4 separate regions of the Mus musculus genome follow, and regions 2, 3 and 4 are each linked to region 1. The links are chromatin contacts, called in public HiChIP or PLAC-seq and promoter capture Hi-C maps. All regions are on one chromosome and are shown on one strand. Each heading gives the region's core, a stretch centred on a gene start, on an enhancer-like site or on the middle of the called end of the contact. The rest is flanking DNA. Distances are from core to core; before and after follow the strand shown. Region 1 holds the start of Pip4k2c (phosphatidylinositol-5-phosphate 4-kinase, type II, gamma). Region 2 holds the start of Nemp1 (nuclear envelope integral membrane protein 1). Region 3 holds the start of Atp23 (ATP23 metallopeptidase and ATP synthase assembly factor homolog). Region 4 has its middle 6.2 kb from the start of Gm30456.

What was found. HiChIP or PLAC-seq counts read pairs in DNA pulled down with a chosen protein or histone mark. Capture Hi-C pulls out chosen DNA fragments and counts their contacts.
Region 2: a contact with region 1 is called in a FOXA1 HiChIP or PLAC-seq map of pancreatic cancer cells. The contact joins the promoter of Nemp1 here to the promoter of Pip4k2c in region 1. A contact is called at or near these places in 5 of 39 promoter capture datasets (erythroid cells, fetal liver, hippocampal neurons and 2 more), 1 of 115 datasets of contacts at active chromatin or transcription factors (pancreatic cancer cells) and 2 of 9 other capture datasets (liver and pancreatic islet).
Region 3: a contact with region 1 is called in a promoter capture Hi-C map of adipose tissue. The contact joins the promoter of Atp23 here to the promoter of Pip4k2c in region 1. A contact is called at or near these places in 2 of 39 promoter capture datasets (pre-B cells and stem cell-derived epiblast-like cells) and 1 of 9 other capture datasets (adipose tissue).
Region 4: a CTCF HiChIP or PLAC-seq map of the NIH/3T3 cell line shows a contact between it and region 1, with 5 read pairs. The contact joins the enhancer-like site here to the promoter of Pip4k2c in region 1. A contact is called at or near these places in 1 of 15 datasets of contacts at CTCF or cohesin (the NIH/3T3 cell line), 4 of 484 Hi-C or Micro-C datasets (CD4 T cells, the G1E-ER4 cell line, double positive thymocytes and 1 more) and 1 of 115 datasets of contacts at active chromatin or transcription factors (pancreatic cancer cells).

The regions. Positions count from the first base shown.
Region 1 is chr10:127,209,993-127,213,357 of GRCm38.p6, forward strand. Pip4k2c (phosphatidylinositol-5-phosphate 4-kinase, type II, gamma) reads right to left here and starts at 1,630. Exons shown (of 10, transcript NM_054097.3): 1 at 1,346-1,630. The coding sequence starts at 1,519.
Region 2 is chr10:127,675,368-127,678,732 of GRCm38.p6, forward strand. Nemp1 (nuclear envelope integral membrane protein 1) reads left to right here and starts at 1,698. Exons shown (of 9, transcript NM_001113211.1): 1 at 1,698-1,860. The coding sequence starts at 1,731. It overlaps Gm16230 (a long non-coding RNA gene), which reads right to left and starts at 1,392. Exons shown (of 4, transcript XR_872178.1): 1 at 1,304-1,392.
Region 3 is chr10:126,899,548-126,902,912 of GRCm38.p6, forward strand. Atp23 (ATP23 metallopeptidase and ATP synthase assembly factor homolog) reads right to left here and starts at 1,824. Exons shown (of 6, transcript NM_001159559.1): 1 at 1,555-1,824; 2 at 34-79. The coding sequence starts at 1,741.
Region 4 is chr10:126,927,267-126,930,631 of GRCm38.p6, forward strand. No RefSeq gene overlaps it. Among named protein-coding and RNA genes, the nearest start is that of Gm30456, 6.2 kb to the right of the region's middle. Within about 2 kb of position 1,520, at least 236 of the 459 cell types and tissues checked have an H3K27ac peak or open chromatin away from gene starts, as enhancers often do. A contact at or near this core is called in the NIH/3T3 cell line, palatal mesenchyme and pancreatic cancer cells, where this site is marked.

The DNA.
Region 1 (3,365 bases), core at 380-2,879:
CCTTCAGAAAGAAAAGAAAAAGAAAAAGCTACTTGAGAGTCCCAGCCTAAAATTCAGCTTTTCCTGCCTGCTCCTTACCACCTGCTAAGCACGCTGAATCATCGCTAAGACATATGTTCAAGGAGTTTCTCTGTTCTAAATCTTGAGGTTCATGTGTGCTGGCTGGAAAGCGAGGTGTTGATGGTATTTTGCCTAAAGAGCGTGAGGTAGGTCTTACGGGAAAACCCTCCCCTGTATGTACATGTTCCACGGGGATGGGTAAGTCACCTGGAAGGTACTAGGGCAGCCTTATCTCCACTAGTCTTACCCACAGCAAATGCCTTAAATGGAATCCTCGCTAAAGATAATACCCCTGAGAGCAGCCAAGGCAGAAGGGAGCTAACTGACCGCCAGCGATGTTCCAATCAGAACATAACAATGTGGCCTCTTCCTCGCCCCCTCACACCTCCACAACACATCATGTCTACAACCCAAAGAAGTGGTAATCAAAATAGTCCCTGTCAAGCTCAAGATAACTGCATGCTTCCTACTCCCGACCTAAGTAAGGAGAAAACCAGCCATGCCTCACTAGCCTTGGTTCCTCCACGATATCCTCAGGACAGGAGGTGCACTGGGCCCATCGGTCTCAGTTGCACTGTTCCGAGCCCCTTCTGGCACCTAAAGTCCACCAATAACGTCCTTGCCACCACGGCTCCTCAACCTTTCCCTGGTTACAGGTGACTCCATTTATAGCAAACACCATCACTCCAGCCAACAATGGGGACACAGCTAAGCCCAAAGACATATATTAGCATTTCGACCTCAGAGAGGGCATCCCTAGGGTAGAGTGGGGTAACTTCTCTGAAACGCTGAATCTCTGGAAAGGGCATGCAGGGTTAGAAGGTCCAAAAAGCCTAGAGGCATTCCCAGAAAAAGCCAAGGTTCGAAAGTCAAGGGCTGGGGCTCAAAAGCAAGGTGGAGAGGAAATCAAACTACTTCTCTGGCCAGGCAGTAGTACCCAGACACGCTTCACGCACTGTCGCACCCAGACCTCACCAATAACCCTTCAGAGCCACTCCCCTTAATGTCCCTCTGGCTGCAGCCGGATCCTGGCCAGTCCCTGTAGCCTGGGGCTGGACCTGACAGGAAGGAGTCAAGGAACAGAGCTGGATATCAGGTGAAGATGGAACTCTAGGGGAGGAGTAAAGGGGAAGGGGACAGACAAGAGTCTCCACCAGAAGCCACCCCGGGGGACACCGGGGAATGGTGCGCTGGGAACCAGGCCGGGCGGGGGAGAGGCGGCAGCGCGAGGACCCGGATGATCCTCGGGCCAAGGGGCAGGAGCCGGGGTCCCGCCGGTTCTTACCGAGTGAGCGACGCCCCACAGGAACACGCCCACCAGCGGGTCCGCGGCCCGGAACACCTTCACTTTCTGCTGTACGAAATGCTTCTTCTTGGTTTTGGAGGCGAAGCCGAATCCCGGGCCGGGGCCTCCAGCTGCCGCGGGTGCGGTGGCGGGAGGGACGGAGGAGGACGCCATAGTCTCCCGCGCACCCGAGCGAGTGGAAGCGGGAGCTAGCCGCGACTCCGAAGCCCGACCCGGAAGCGGTGCTCACCTGCGCAGCCGTCATGTGACCGGAGGCCCGCCCTCAGGCGCGCGAGCGGGGCGGGGCGGGGCCGGCGGGGATGGCTCCACCCCCTCGGCTGCCGGGCGGTCACCTGGCTCGGGTTGCACTCACAAGGATGCGGGGTTGGCGCTGTGCAGGGCGGCGCTTCTGTCGCTTCCGGTTCTGTCCAGTTTCTAGTGGATGAGCTCTGTCCGTAGGCGAACGTTCTGTTTGAGACCGGTCTCCTTGCTTAGTCCAGGCTGGCTTCAAACTTGCTATCCCCTGCCTCATTCTCGGTATAAAGTTTGGGTATTACGGAAGTGAGGATTGGTCCTCCATGAAGTTGGGGTTGCAGACTCCATGAAGTTGGGGTTGCAGACATGACAAATTTAAATATATACATTTAATTGTTCTATGTATATAGGTGTTTGGCTGGCACGATGTAAGTTCAGTGCCCCGGAGGCCAGAGGAGGGCGTCGGATCCTCCGAACTGAAGTTGTGGGAGCTGGGTGTCAAGTATGGTCCTCTGGAAGAGCTAATGCTCTTTTTTTTTTTTTTTTAAAGATTTATTTATTTATTTACTATATGTAAGTACACTGTAGCTGTCTTCAGACACTCCAGAAGAGGGCATCAGATTTCGTTACAGATGGTTGTGAGCCACCATGCGGTTGCTGGGATTTGAACTCAGGACCTTTGGAAGAGCAGTCGGCGCTCTTAACCACTGAGCCCTCCCTCCCTCCCTTCCTCCTCCTCCTCCTCCTCCTCCTCCTCCTCCTCCTCCTCCTCCTCCTCCTCCTTCTTCTTCTTCTTCTTCTTCTCTCTCTCTCTCTCTCTCTCTCTCTCTCTCTCTTTGTTTTTTGGGTGTTTGTTTGTTTGTTTGTTTGTTTTGTTTTGAGACAGGGTTTCTCTGTATAGCCCTGGCTGTCCTGGAACTCACTTTGTAGACCAGGCTGGCCTCGAACTCAGAAATCTGCCTGCCTTTGCCTGTCAAGTGCTGGGATTAAAGGCATGTGCCACCACTGCCCGGCTAAGTCATGTCTTCATCTTCTGGAAATATGAAATTTTAGGTCATGGCCCCAAGTTGATTTTTTTTTTTAATTCGTTCATTAATTCATCTAGTCAACAGGTATTTACTGAGAACATAATTGGAAGCCACTACCATTTTGGGGCTGATTCTCCTCTGGTTGAAGCAAAGGAAAAATTCTACCCTAGAGGAATTAAAAGTCTAAAGACGCAGACTAGCCAAGGAGAAGGCTGCAGTATTAAGAGATAAGGACATGCCGGGCAGTGGTGGTGCATGCCTTTAGTCCAGCACTCTAGGAGGCAGAGGGAAGCAGATCTCTAAGTTCCAGACCAATCTGGTCTACAGAGCAAGTTCCAGGACAGCCGGGGTTACACAAAGAAACCTTGTCTGGGAAAACCAAAATAAATAAATGAAAAGGTAAATTCAGAGCAAGATGTTGAAAGGCTTCCTAGGGAAAGAGCAGTATACAAAGATGAAGACCAAAAGGAAGACAGAAGACATAAAGACATAAGGCTAGAGACGGGACATGGGCACAGGAGACCCTCTTTGCTTTACACTGCTAGAATGTTTATTCTGACATTCCGGTGGATGACGAACATTGCCAAAATCCGTATACTGATGGTGAGCTAACCCAGTGAAGATGAAATGGCATCTACAGGCACAAGGTTTGAGGCCGGAAGTGTCCCTCAGTGCTACAGTGTTTGGCTAGCATGTGCAAGACCTGGGCTCATTCCCAGGTTCCACAATAAATAAAG
Region 2 (3,365 bases), core at 448-2,947, 470 kb after region 1:
ATATGACATGTGGTTCATCGTGTTTACGTATGCTCCCTTGTCTGGGATAGTTTGTTAGTCTTCCCTTGTTTCACATTAATGTAAGTTTTTGTTTTGAGGTTGGTTTTAGATGTGTAGTGCAAGCTAATCTTATTTGTGATCCTCTGACCTGAGTGTTTTGAATGCTGGAGTTAACAGATATGGACCAACACGCCTCCTGTTAACCTTGACATTAAAAGTTTTTTTTTTTTTTTTTTTTTTTTTTTATCAATCGATCCATTAATTGTGTGGGGGGTATTGTGTGCCACAGAGTCAGTATGGAGGTCCTGTGGGAGCAGAAGTTGGTTTTCTCCTGTCATATGAGTTCTAGGTTTACACAACCGAGCCATCGCAATAAGCCATCTATATGTGTGTATAAATGTGCATATACATGTATACATGTGTCTACACACAAGTGTGTGTATATATATGTGTGTGTGTATGTATGTGTATATATATATGTATATGTATATATATGTGTGTGTGTGTGTGTATATATATGTATGTATATACACACACATACAGGTTCTCACGGTTCAAACTCTATAATCCTGGCTACTCTTCAATTCTCAGCAAGCCTTCATTCTCAACTTCCCAAGTGATGGGATTACAAGCACGCCTTTAATCCCAGCACTTGGGAGGCAGAGGCAGGCAGATTTATGGGTTCAAGGCCATGGTCTACAGAGTGAGTTCCAGGACAGTCAGGGATACACAGAGAAACCCTGTCTCAAAAAACCAAAAAAAAAAAAAAAAAAAAAAAAAAAAGGTGCTTCAATTTTCAATTTCTGTAAGTGCTACACACACAGTGCCTGGACTGCAAGTACTGGGAGGCACCTAAGCCACAGAAAGAACTTAGATTTGAGCTCAGAACCTACTTTGTGTTTTTTCTCTCTCTCTTAGCCTTGGCTTTTTTTTTTTTTTTTCCCAAATGGAGAGGATAAGCTGTCTTAATTATCACTTGTTTCGTTTCAAAACCAGAAATGCTCGGGACTTGTAGTTTATTCCTGTGGCGTTGGTGATTGAAACGAGGGCCTTGTGCACAGTTTAGCTACATCTTCAGTCAAAAAAGGAAACCGAAGCCAAATTAATACTTTTTTTTGGTGTTTTGTTTTCTGTTTGTTTTTTTCTTGCAGTGCTGGGGATCGAAGTCAGAGTTTCTATCTCAGCTCTATCTCTACATTTTCAAACGTTGTTTATGCCTGCAAAACCTTGACAACGCACAATAATCCTGTACTTATTGCTGAAATATTTCAGAACTTTGGAGACAGGCTGGCAATCATTTTACCTTAAAAAACGGTCACGGGAGAACCTTACTCGTGAAGAGTTGCCACTGGCTAGCATGTCATAAAAGGGCCGAGGAAGAAAGGAAAGAAAAACTAGAAGAGACGTTTCGATGGAAACACGCAGTCCAGGAGGCCTCCTCTCATTCTGATTTCCTATTGGGTAAGCTTTCCATCAATCTCATTTGTAAATAAACCGCGGACGGAAGCAGATTGCGGGGAAAGGGCGGGCTCTTCCTGTCGTCACTGCCAGGATTGGCGTTGCTAGGAGGTGTGGCTCCTAGGGGCGCGGGAGGGCGGAGCGCGCGAGGCCCCGCCTGCTCCACGGGTGGGGGTGGGGGCGGGTCTCGCAGCCGATTGGCTGCCGGCGCTGCCCGTTCGGAGACAGTTGCTGAGGAGGGGCACGCGAGGAGGAGGCGGTGTGAGGCATCCATGGCGGGAGGAATCAAAGTGTCGGTGTGGTCGGCGGTTGGTCCAGGGCCCCGGTGCTGGGGGGCCGGGGGCGGCGGCGGCGCCACATGGCTGCTCTTGGTCGTCGCCGGCTGCGTGGTCTGCGGCTCAGGTACCACCCGGGCAGCGGCTGCCCAGGGGTCGGGCGCGAGGGCGTTAAATGTGGAAAAGTGGTTTCTTATCCCGAGGGTGCGGCCCGTTACTCGGAGCAGCTCGGGACGCTGAGTGAGACGCTCCAGGGACGGTCCGCACTGACGGGTCCCGGGCCGCCCTCCGGACAGCTCGGGTCGGGCGGAGGCCTGAGCCTTCCCCAGGAAGGGAGGCCTGGGCTGGTTGACACCCTTTAGGGGGGAAACCACGGAGGGGCTCCGAGGTGCTGCTAGGTCTCTTGAATTTCTGAGTTAAAACGGATTTCTGGGTTTCGCCCTGAAATAGGTCAGGAGAAAGCAAACGCCCCACTCATTCAGTTTACTAAAAACACCCCAGGGATGGATCTGTCTCGGTACAGTGGAATAGAGTTCACCTGAATGTTTTTCAAGACAGGGTCTCTCAGGGTAGCCCCTGGCTGTTCTGGAACTCACACCTTAGACCGGGCCGGCCTGGAGTTGAGAGACCCACCTGCCTCTGCCTCCTGTGTGCTGGGATTAAAGGTGTGTGCCACCACTGGCCTCCTGTTAAGATCCTCCTCCCAAATAGCTCCGGAGAACACACCTGGAGTCATTATACTCCAGTTGCCCAGGAAAGATAAGAGGCCATCCGCTTAAGCGGGACGTAGTTCCTAAGTTTATTCATTCTTTCAAGCACATTCATTTTGTACTTTCTGCTGGACAGTCAACTCCGGACTAGGTAAGAAACTTATTTTGTGATCCCGACCAGAAAAAAAAAAAATTAAAAGTTGATAAGAAATCGTGTTTTCCCTCCCTTGTTAAATAGTGGCCGGGAAAATAAGTGATGTTTGCCAACATCCACTGGAGGGAGTAGCAACTCCAGAGAATAAAGACAGCCAAGGCGTGTAAGCACACATCCACTCTCATACTGCCCCCTTCCGTTCCTGCCTGCCTGTCACTTGCTCTCACTTGTGGCTTTAAGATCAACACCCATAAATATATTGTTCAAGAGGGACTGGAGACTTCTTTTGGGAAGAGAGTATATGTCCAGGAAAGATTCTTTTCCGGATCAGGGCCTAAAAGCCTAGAACAGGATTTGGAAGGACTGTCACCTGAATAAACTGTCAAAATGGGGCCTCGGGGTGTGAGGACATAAGGAGATACTAAGCACAGTCAGCAGTTCCTTTGAGATTTCCTTTACAGGACACTGGGGATTGAAACGGAAAGCAAAAAGCCAGGCATAGTGGCTCAGAACTTTACTCCCAGCACTTGGGAGGCCAAGGGAGACAGATCTCTCCAGTTCGAAGATAGCCTGGTTGGTCTACGTAGTGAGTTCCAGGACAACCGGAGCTACCTACACCTGGAAACAAATAAGCAAATAATAAAATAACTTAAAAAAAAAAAGTGCCGGGCGTGATCGTGCACGCCTTTAATCCCAGCACTTGGGAGGCAGAGGCAGACAAATCTCTGAGTTCAAGGCCAGCCTGGATTACAGAGTGAGTTCCAGGAC
Region 3 (3,365 bases), core at 574-3,073, 310 kb before region 1:
TACGGTGACTTTTTAAAAAAAAGATTTACTTACCAACCTGAGTGTTTCATAGCATCAAGTAGAAGTTTGACATATGGATCTACAAAGACATTAAGTATGCTCATTAGAAGATGTAGCAGCAATTAGTGCACCCAAGCAACAGGCACCACAAAACAACTCACAAACACTATCTTAAACCAGAGTCTAAAATGGGAATAAAACGTGTAAATTAGCGCCAATTAAATCAAGTCATGACGAAATAGAACATAAATACAAACACTAAAATGGCGCCCCCATGTATCTTTATACCGAAAGTTGGTTTTGCTAAAGTGACTAAACGCTTCGCATTAGGGCCCGTGTTAGGAGAACATGGGCATCCTGGGCCACGGTTAGAAAAACAAACCAGCATAGAACCTAGACTGGAGGAAGGCAGCGCCTACACTGCTCTCTGTGGTAGCACCATGCCTCGCTCTGAGTACCACAGCCCAATGGGACCTGCCCACCAAAGTTCTTCAATGAGGGTTAGCAAGCAGAAATGTGTGAGTCTATGGCCAGTAAGAGAGAAGAACGGTGGCTTAGGGATTGAGCCCAGTGGTAGGGCCTTGCCTGGTAAGCACAAGGTCTTAGGTTCAGTTCTCACCTCTGAGGAGGGAGAGGAAAGGAGGGAGGGAGGAAGGGAGCTAAAAAGATGGCTCAGTGGTTAGTAGCACTTGTTGCTCTCGCTGAGAACCCAGGGTGAGTTCCCCAGCACCTGCATAGTAGCTCACAGTCCTGGACACCAGGAATGCAGAGAGTGCGCAGACACACATGCAGGCGAGACAATCACACACAAAAATAAAGAAATCAAAAAAAAAAAAGCTTTAAAAAGAAGACAGTAAAATCTTTGATCAGTTGATGATTGAATTATGACCAATTCTGCTATAAAATAGTAACTATTTGGAGGGTCGAATACATTTAAATCTTACTTTCCTAAATAAATCTGAGGTAGACAGGCAATCTGCAGATGCAGAGGAGCAAGGCAGTGTCCCGGGACTGGAGATAAATTGCTCAGTGGGAGCCAGTGTGCCTGGGTGACCCGCGGCAATAATAAACCTCTTAGATGTCACAGGCTTCTTAGAGACTATGATGAAGCTAGGAACTCTCCCTAGAAAAATGCACTTAGGTGCATAAACACGAGGGTTTTCAAAAGTTCCTATTCTAGCATTCTCCACAGTTCCTACTGCAGTGACTGAAGGTTAAAGAATCGCCCACCCCACCCCCACCCCAGGGAAGGGGTGCATAGCCAGAAGTAGAGCTGCCTTATTAATGAATGGAGCTCTTTCCAGCTCTCACCTGCACCCTAGAGCCCGTGCCGCTGCAAAACTTACATAAGAAACTGGTGAGTGTGACCCAGGAGGGCAGACTCCCAGCCCAGGCCTTCAGAAGCGCGAGTGGGGCGGAGGCCCACGCCCCCTCCCGCCCACGCAGCCCTAGGGCTGCAGTGCAGTCCGGGATCAGTGGGGGCACGTCCGGGCCCTTCCTCACCCCCCGGGTCCTGTGCCACCCCGACCCCAGCCTCCAGGTCGCGGCTCTTACTGGTATCCAGCGTCTTCTGGAGCATGAGCGGACAACTCTGGTCCCGGGTGAAGAGGCTGGAGAGGAAGCCCTGCTGGGGCTTCCCGTGGGCCGGCGGCTCAGGCGAGCCCTGGCCAGAGTCGGGTCGCTGCAGCAGTGGCTCGCCAGCCGCAGGGCCGAGCTCGCCGCCGCCCGGAGCTCCTGCCATGAGGCCCGCAAGCCTCCTCCTGCCCGCTCGACCTAGGACAGCCGCTTCCGCCGCCGGCGCACGCTCCGCGGGCCAGCACGAAGGAGACGCGGCGTGCAGCTCGTGGGCGGGGCTTGGTAGGCGTGGTCGGTGGGCGGGGCTGATGGGCGGTGCCTCGCGACCGCCGATGCTGGCCACTATATTGCCTTCTGCACCTCAACCATCCTCCCACTCCCTCACCTGCTGTTTCTCTTATTCCCGCTACCCACTCACACCGAATTAAAGGCAGTGTTTTCAGAAACGCTTGGATATTTCAAAGACTGGTTGGTCTCATCAAAATGTGGCTCCTGGGGACCCATTCATCAACCCTCCTCTTGCTCAGAAATAAGATACACACATCTTGGGTCTGGAGAGATGGCTCAGTGGATAAGAGCACTGACTGCTCGTCCAAAGGTCATGAGTTCAATTCCCAGTAACCACATGGTGGCTCACAACCATCTGTAATGGGATCTGATGCCCTCTTGTGTGTCTGGAAACAGCTACAGTGTACTCATATAATAAAATAAATCTTTTAAAAAGAAGGGGGTGGTTGGAAAGATGGCTCAGCGGTTAAGAACACTGACTGCTCTTCCGAAGGTCCTGAGTTCAAATCCCAGCACCCACATCGTGACTCACAACCATCTGTAATTTGACACCCTCTTCTGGTGTTTATGAAGACAGCTACAATGTATTTATATATAAATCTTAAAAAAAAAAAAAAAAGGCTTTTTCCTCAGTTCCCATAATCAGAGTCCACCAGCACACTTACTCAAAATTAATGTTGCCAGATCTGCAGTTTAAGGCACTTTGTCCGTGTTAGTGCTCTCATGACAGACTTCCAGCTTTTACGTAGTGTGTGTGTGTGTGTGTGTGTGTTTCTTTCCTCACTAAATTATTCAGCTCAGCTCACACTGCTAAACACCTGCTCCCACGGGCCAGGCAGGATGGTAGAGTTGGAGAAAACGAGGACAAATGTCCAAGAAAAATAGGCATGCAATGCCTTGTGAACAGCACTTAGGGGTCACGGTGCTCCGTAAACAAGAGTTGAATGGGAAGCAGAAGGCATCACTCGCTTGGAATATTATACAAATATGAGCGCCTGCACTTACAGACTAATAAAGCCATAAGCCAAAGATTAGATTCTTTTTATCAAGGTCCACATATGTACATTATTACCAGTCCTCATGACAACCTTGCAAAATAGTATCAACCCTAATTTGCAGATAGAACTTGCCCAGCTACAGAAGAAGGCTGAAGGTGTTACTCAGTTGAGAGAGCGCTTGCCTGATTGATACACATGAAGTGCTGGGTTCTACGCCCAGCACCACACAAGCAGACAGTGGCAACATGTGCCTGTAACAACAGCCCTGGGGAGGTAAAGACAGGAGGATCAAAGATTCAGTGTGATCCTAAGCTACATAGCAAGGTCAAGGCCAGGCTGGGTGACACAAGACCACTTTCACATCAGACATGGAGATGCAGAGTTTAGAGTTTGCCCAGCTGATTTCCTGTCTTGGTTTGGGGATTACAGTTAAGTGATTAGATGGATCTCAGAAGAGACTTTGAACTTTGGACTTTTACATTGTTGAGACTGCTACAGACTCGG
Region 4 (3,365 bases), core at 270-2,769, 280 kb before region 1:
CAGAGGCCTCCCTTTGTCCTACTCACTGCTGCGGATTGCTGGTCCTCAAAAATACTGTTGACCTGCATTCTCATTTGGCTGGGTGGGGGGGTGTAGGGAGAGGGTTGCTCCCTCTGCCTTCACAGGGAATCATAGTTCATTCTCCGCCCACACTCACGGTGCTTTCAAGTGACTGGCCACCCTGCAGAGTTCCAGCCTCAATTTTCACCACCTCAGTTTTCCAAAATGATCGCCCACTCTGTTCATCCCTCCCCCACCAGCACCACACTCCGTCCTCCCTCCCACTGAGACACCTAGCAGGCTGACCCCCCACCCTGCCTCCAGTTCAAGTCCACCTGCAGCCAAGGCCCCCAGAGGAGCCCTCCTCCCAAAGCCTGCAGGACTCATTATCCAAACTATTCATCCCCAGGTAATTACGCACTGCCTGTGACTCTCTTCTGTTTAGCCTGGAACGGGGCTTTAAAACTGCCTGTGCAGCTTGATCCAACTCCTGCTTCATCACAAGGCTGTCTAACGGCTGTTTCTCCCTCTCCACAGTGCCTAGGAGGTAGACAATAGATGCTAGATGTATGCAATGGTTGATTTTTCTTCCCACATACAGTGTCCTCAAACAGCCAGAGCTGATGAGAATAGTAAGCACCTGTTTTAGAACTCTGGCTAACAGAATTCTCCCACAGGCCAGTTCTCTCCTAGGCCCTCAGGATCCAAAGCAGGCACCCGGGGCTTCAGCCGGTTGCTCTGAGACACTGCTGTCCACAGAGGCTGCTGGCCCACCTCTGAAAGGAGACCCCAGTCCCGCGAGGGTTTCTGACTTGGTGATACGTTTTCCTTGCCTCTCTCTGGTCCCCAGCCCAAGGAACTATCCCAAGTACGGACCAAGGGTAAACCCTGAACTGTGTGACAAGTCCCTAGCTGAGGCCACTCCTGCCCAGCTTGCCCCTGGTCAAAGGCACCCAGGAGAGCCCCTGCCCTTGGGAGAGAAAGAAGACACTGCACCTTTAAGTCTGCAGCCGGTTGAGAAAAACAAGCTGTGATTTATATAAGCGGGAAAATCATGTGATTTGCAGGAACGCTGCCTCCTCCCCGGCCCCCGCCCGTCGCCTTTGAGCCCGTCCCAAAGGGCTGGGGCGCGGCCGGAGCTGGGCTGCAGGGGCGTGGGGTGCGGGCGGGGCGCTGGGCATAAAGCTGCCCCGGGACCTCTGGGTGGCTCTGCCCTGTTTCCGACGCTGGACCTGGGCGGCGGCAGCCCCTCGCGCCGTGGAGTTTGGTCCCCAGATAGCCTCAGGGAGCGCAGACCCCTGGCGCTGCCGCTCCTTCTGCGACCCGACACTGAGGTCGCACAGAACAACCTCGGTCCCCAAGCCAACTCGGCCTGCCCCCATCAAGCCAAAGTGTGGCTTGAGACACCGAAGCTGTTCGCAACTTCTCCCAGAAAAAGGAAAACCCGGGCCCCACACACTGGTTTCTGTGTCCCAAAACACCCAGCAGGGGGCGGGGAAGAGAGAGCATTTTGGGAAATGGTTGGGAAAGGGCATGATGAAAGCCATTCCCACAGCTGAGATTGGTAGGGAACGGGCCACCAGGCCACCAGCTTTCGGGGAGAAAACAAAACAATCCCCTGGTGTGGCCCTTTCAGACAAAACTGAAGAAGAAAGATGTCCTGAGAAATCTTAAAGAGAGGCAGTGTCTCTGTGTGGAGCCCACACCCACGCGCAAGTTCAGTCTGACTGCTCCAAGAACAAGGAAGGGCGTCACTCCTTCGTGGAAAGGGGCGGGCAAGGCCACAATCGCAAGTAGGAGAGAGGACACACATCCAAAACCAAGCCGAAGAGAAGTGGAGGGCTTTCTCGGGAGAAGAGAGAGGGAGGGAAAGACGGGCATCTCTCAGTACATAAACCACAAAGACCGGCTCCCAAAGGACCCCAGAAAGGATGCCATGGTCTTTGAAAAGTAACCAAGGCCAGACATGCACCACAGCCTCTCTATTCTATTTAACTTCCCCCTGGCAGGGGATAGACGACTTTTAGGATCGGTGGCTTCTCCTGCAGAATAAACGCGATGCTAATGAACAACTTGGTGACATACAGATCATGACCTCAGACTCCAGCCTAGGTCAGCCGGAGCCTGCCCTCTGCAGCCAGAGGCCAACTGAGCAAATTTTCTGTACCACGCTCCCACCTCTGCTGTACCCCACGCAGGGTCTTTAGGCTGAGTTCATAAGGCACCCGGTGTCCTGACTGCCACGGGAAGCAGACTCATCCTGGTGAGCAAATGTTTGGGGTTGTTCTATAAAACCCAAAGAAAAACCACAGTAAGTAACAGTATTCCAGAAGGTTCTAGATGTGCACACTTTGCCTTCAAATACTAACGCCATTCATCCAGTGTGTGTGCTTGGCACAGAGCTGGACGGTGGGGGTCCAATGAAAGGGCAGCCCCTCCCTGAGCCTGGATGCTGCCTCACAGAAAGAGGCAAAGAAAGACGTTTCTGTCCTCCCCTGGGCAGCCAGCCCACCCAGGCCCTCCCAGCCCACCCCACCACCCCCAGCAGGTGTTGCCCCCATTCCTGCTCTGTGTGCCTTATGGTTTCTGCCAAGAGCCAATCCTATCAGAAGGCTCTAACTCCCTAGGGTTTGGGCAGTGGTTATAAGAGGTACCCTAAAGATCTCTCCAGAAAGTGAGATCAGAGATGGCAGCCTCCTGATTCCCTCCCCAAATGATAAAGCCAGCAAGTGAGAGTTTGGGGCCCACTTGGATCTCCCCCCCCCCACCTTGTGTTCTCTCCCCACCCCCACCCCACCCTCTGTCTCTCCCTCCCTCCCTCCTCTTCTTCTTCCTCTCTCTCTATTCTCTGGTGTAGCCTTCCAGCATCCAGGACTGCTCCTCTCAAAGCTTCCTGAGCCAAGGATTTGCCCAGCTTACATACAGCTCAACTGCCCTCTGATCTCTGGGGTGCTGAACCCCCTTAGCCCTGCACAGATTCCTCCTGGATCACCCACCGGTCTCTTCTGTTGCTGTAAGATTTGCTGACTGCAGGTGCTCCACCATCCACCATTAAGTACAATTCTGACCACTGCTCCCGTGAGCCCTCCTATACGTATCAGTCAGTCTCTGCCTTATTCTTGGGGCTATTCAAATATTTCCCATATTCAAATATCTCTCCTATTTCAAGCTCCCCTCCGCCCTTCACAGGCACAGCCTGACAGTGCTCAGAGGAAGACTGTGAGCCTGCAGCGAGCCAAGATTTTAAAGGAACAAACAAATTAAGGGCCTGATCTGAGAACACCCAGGAAGCCACGAGCTCTGCTACCTTTAAAAGGGATCTCTGAGGCTTTTTTCAAATGCACCGAGGAACGCAATGGCTGCCG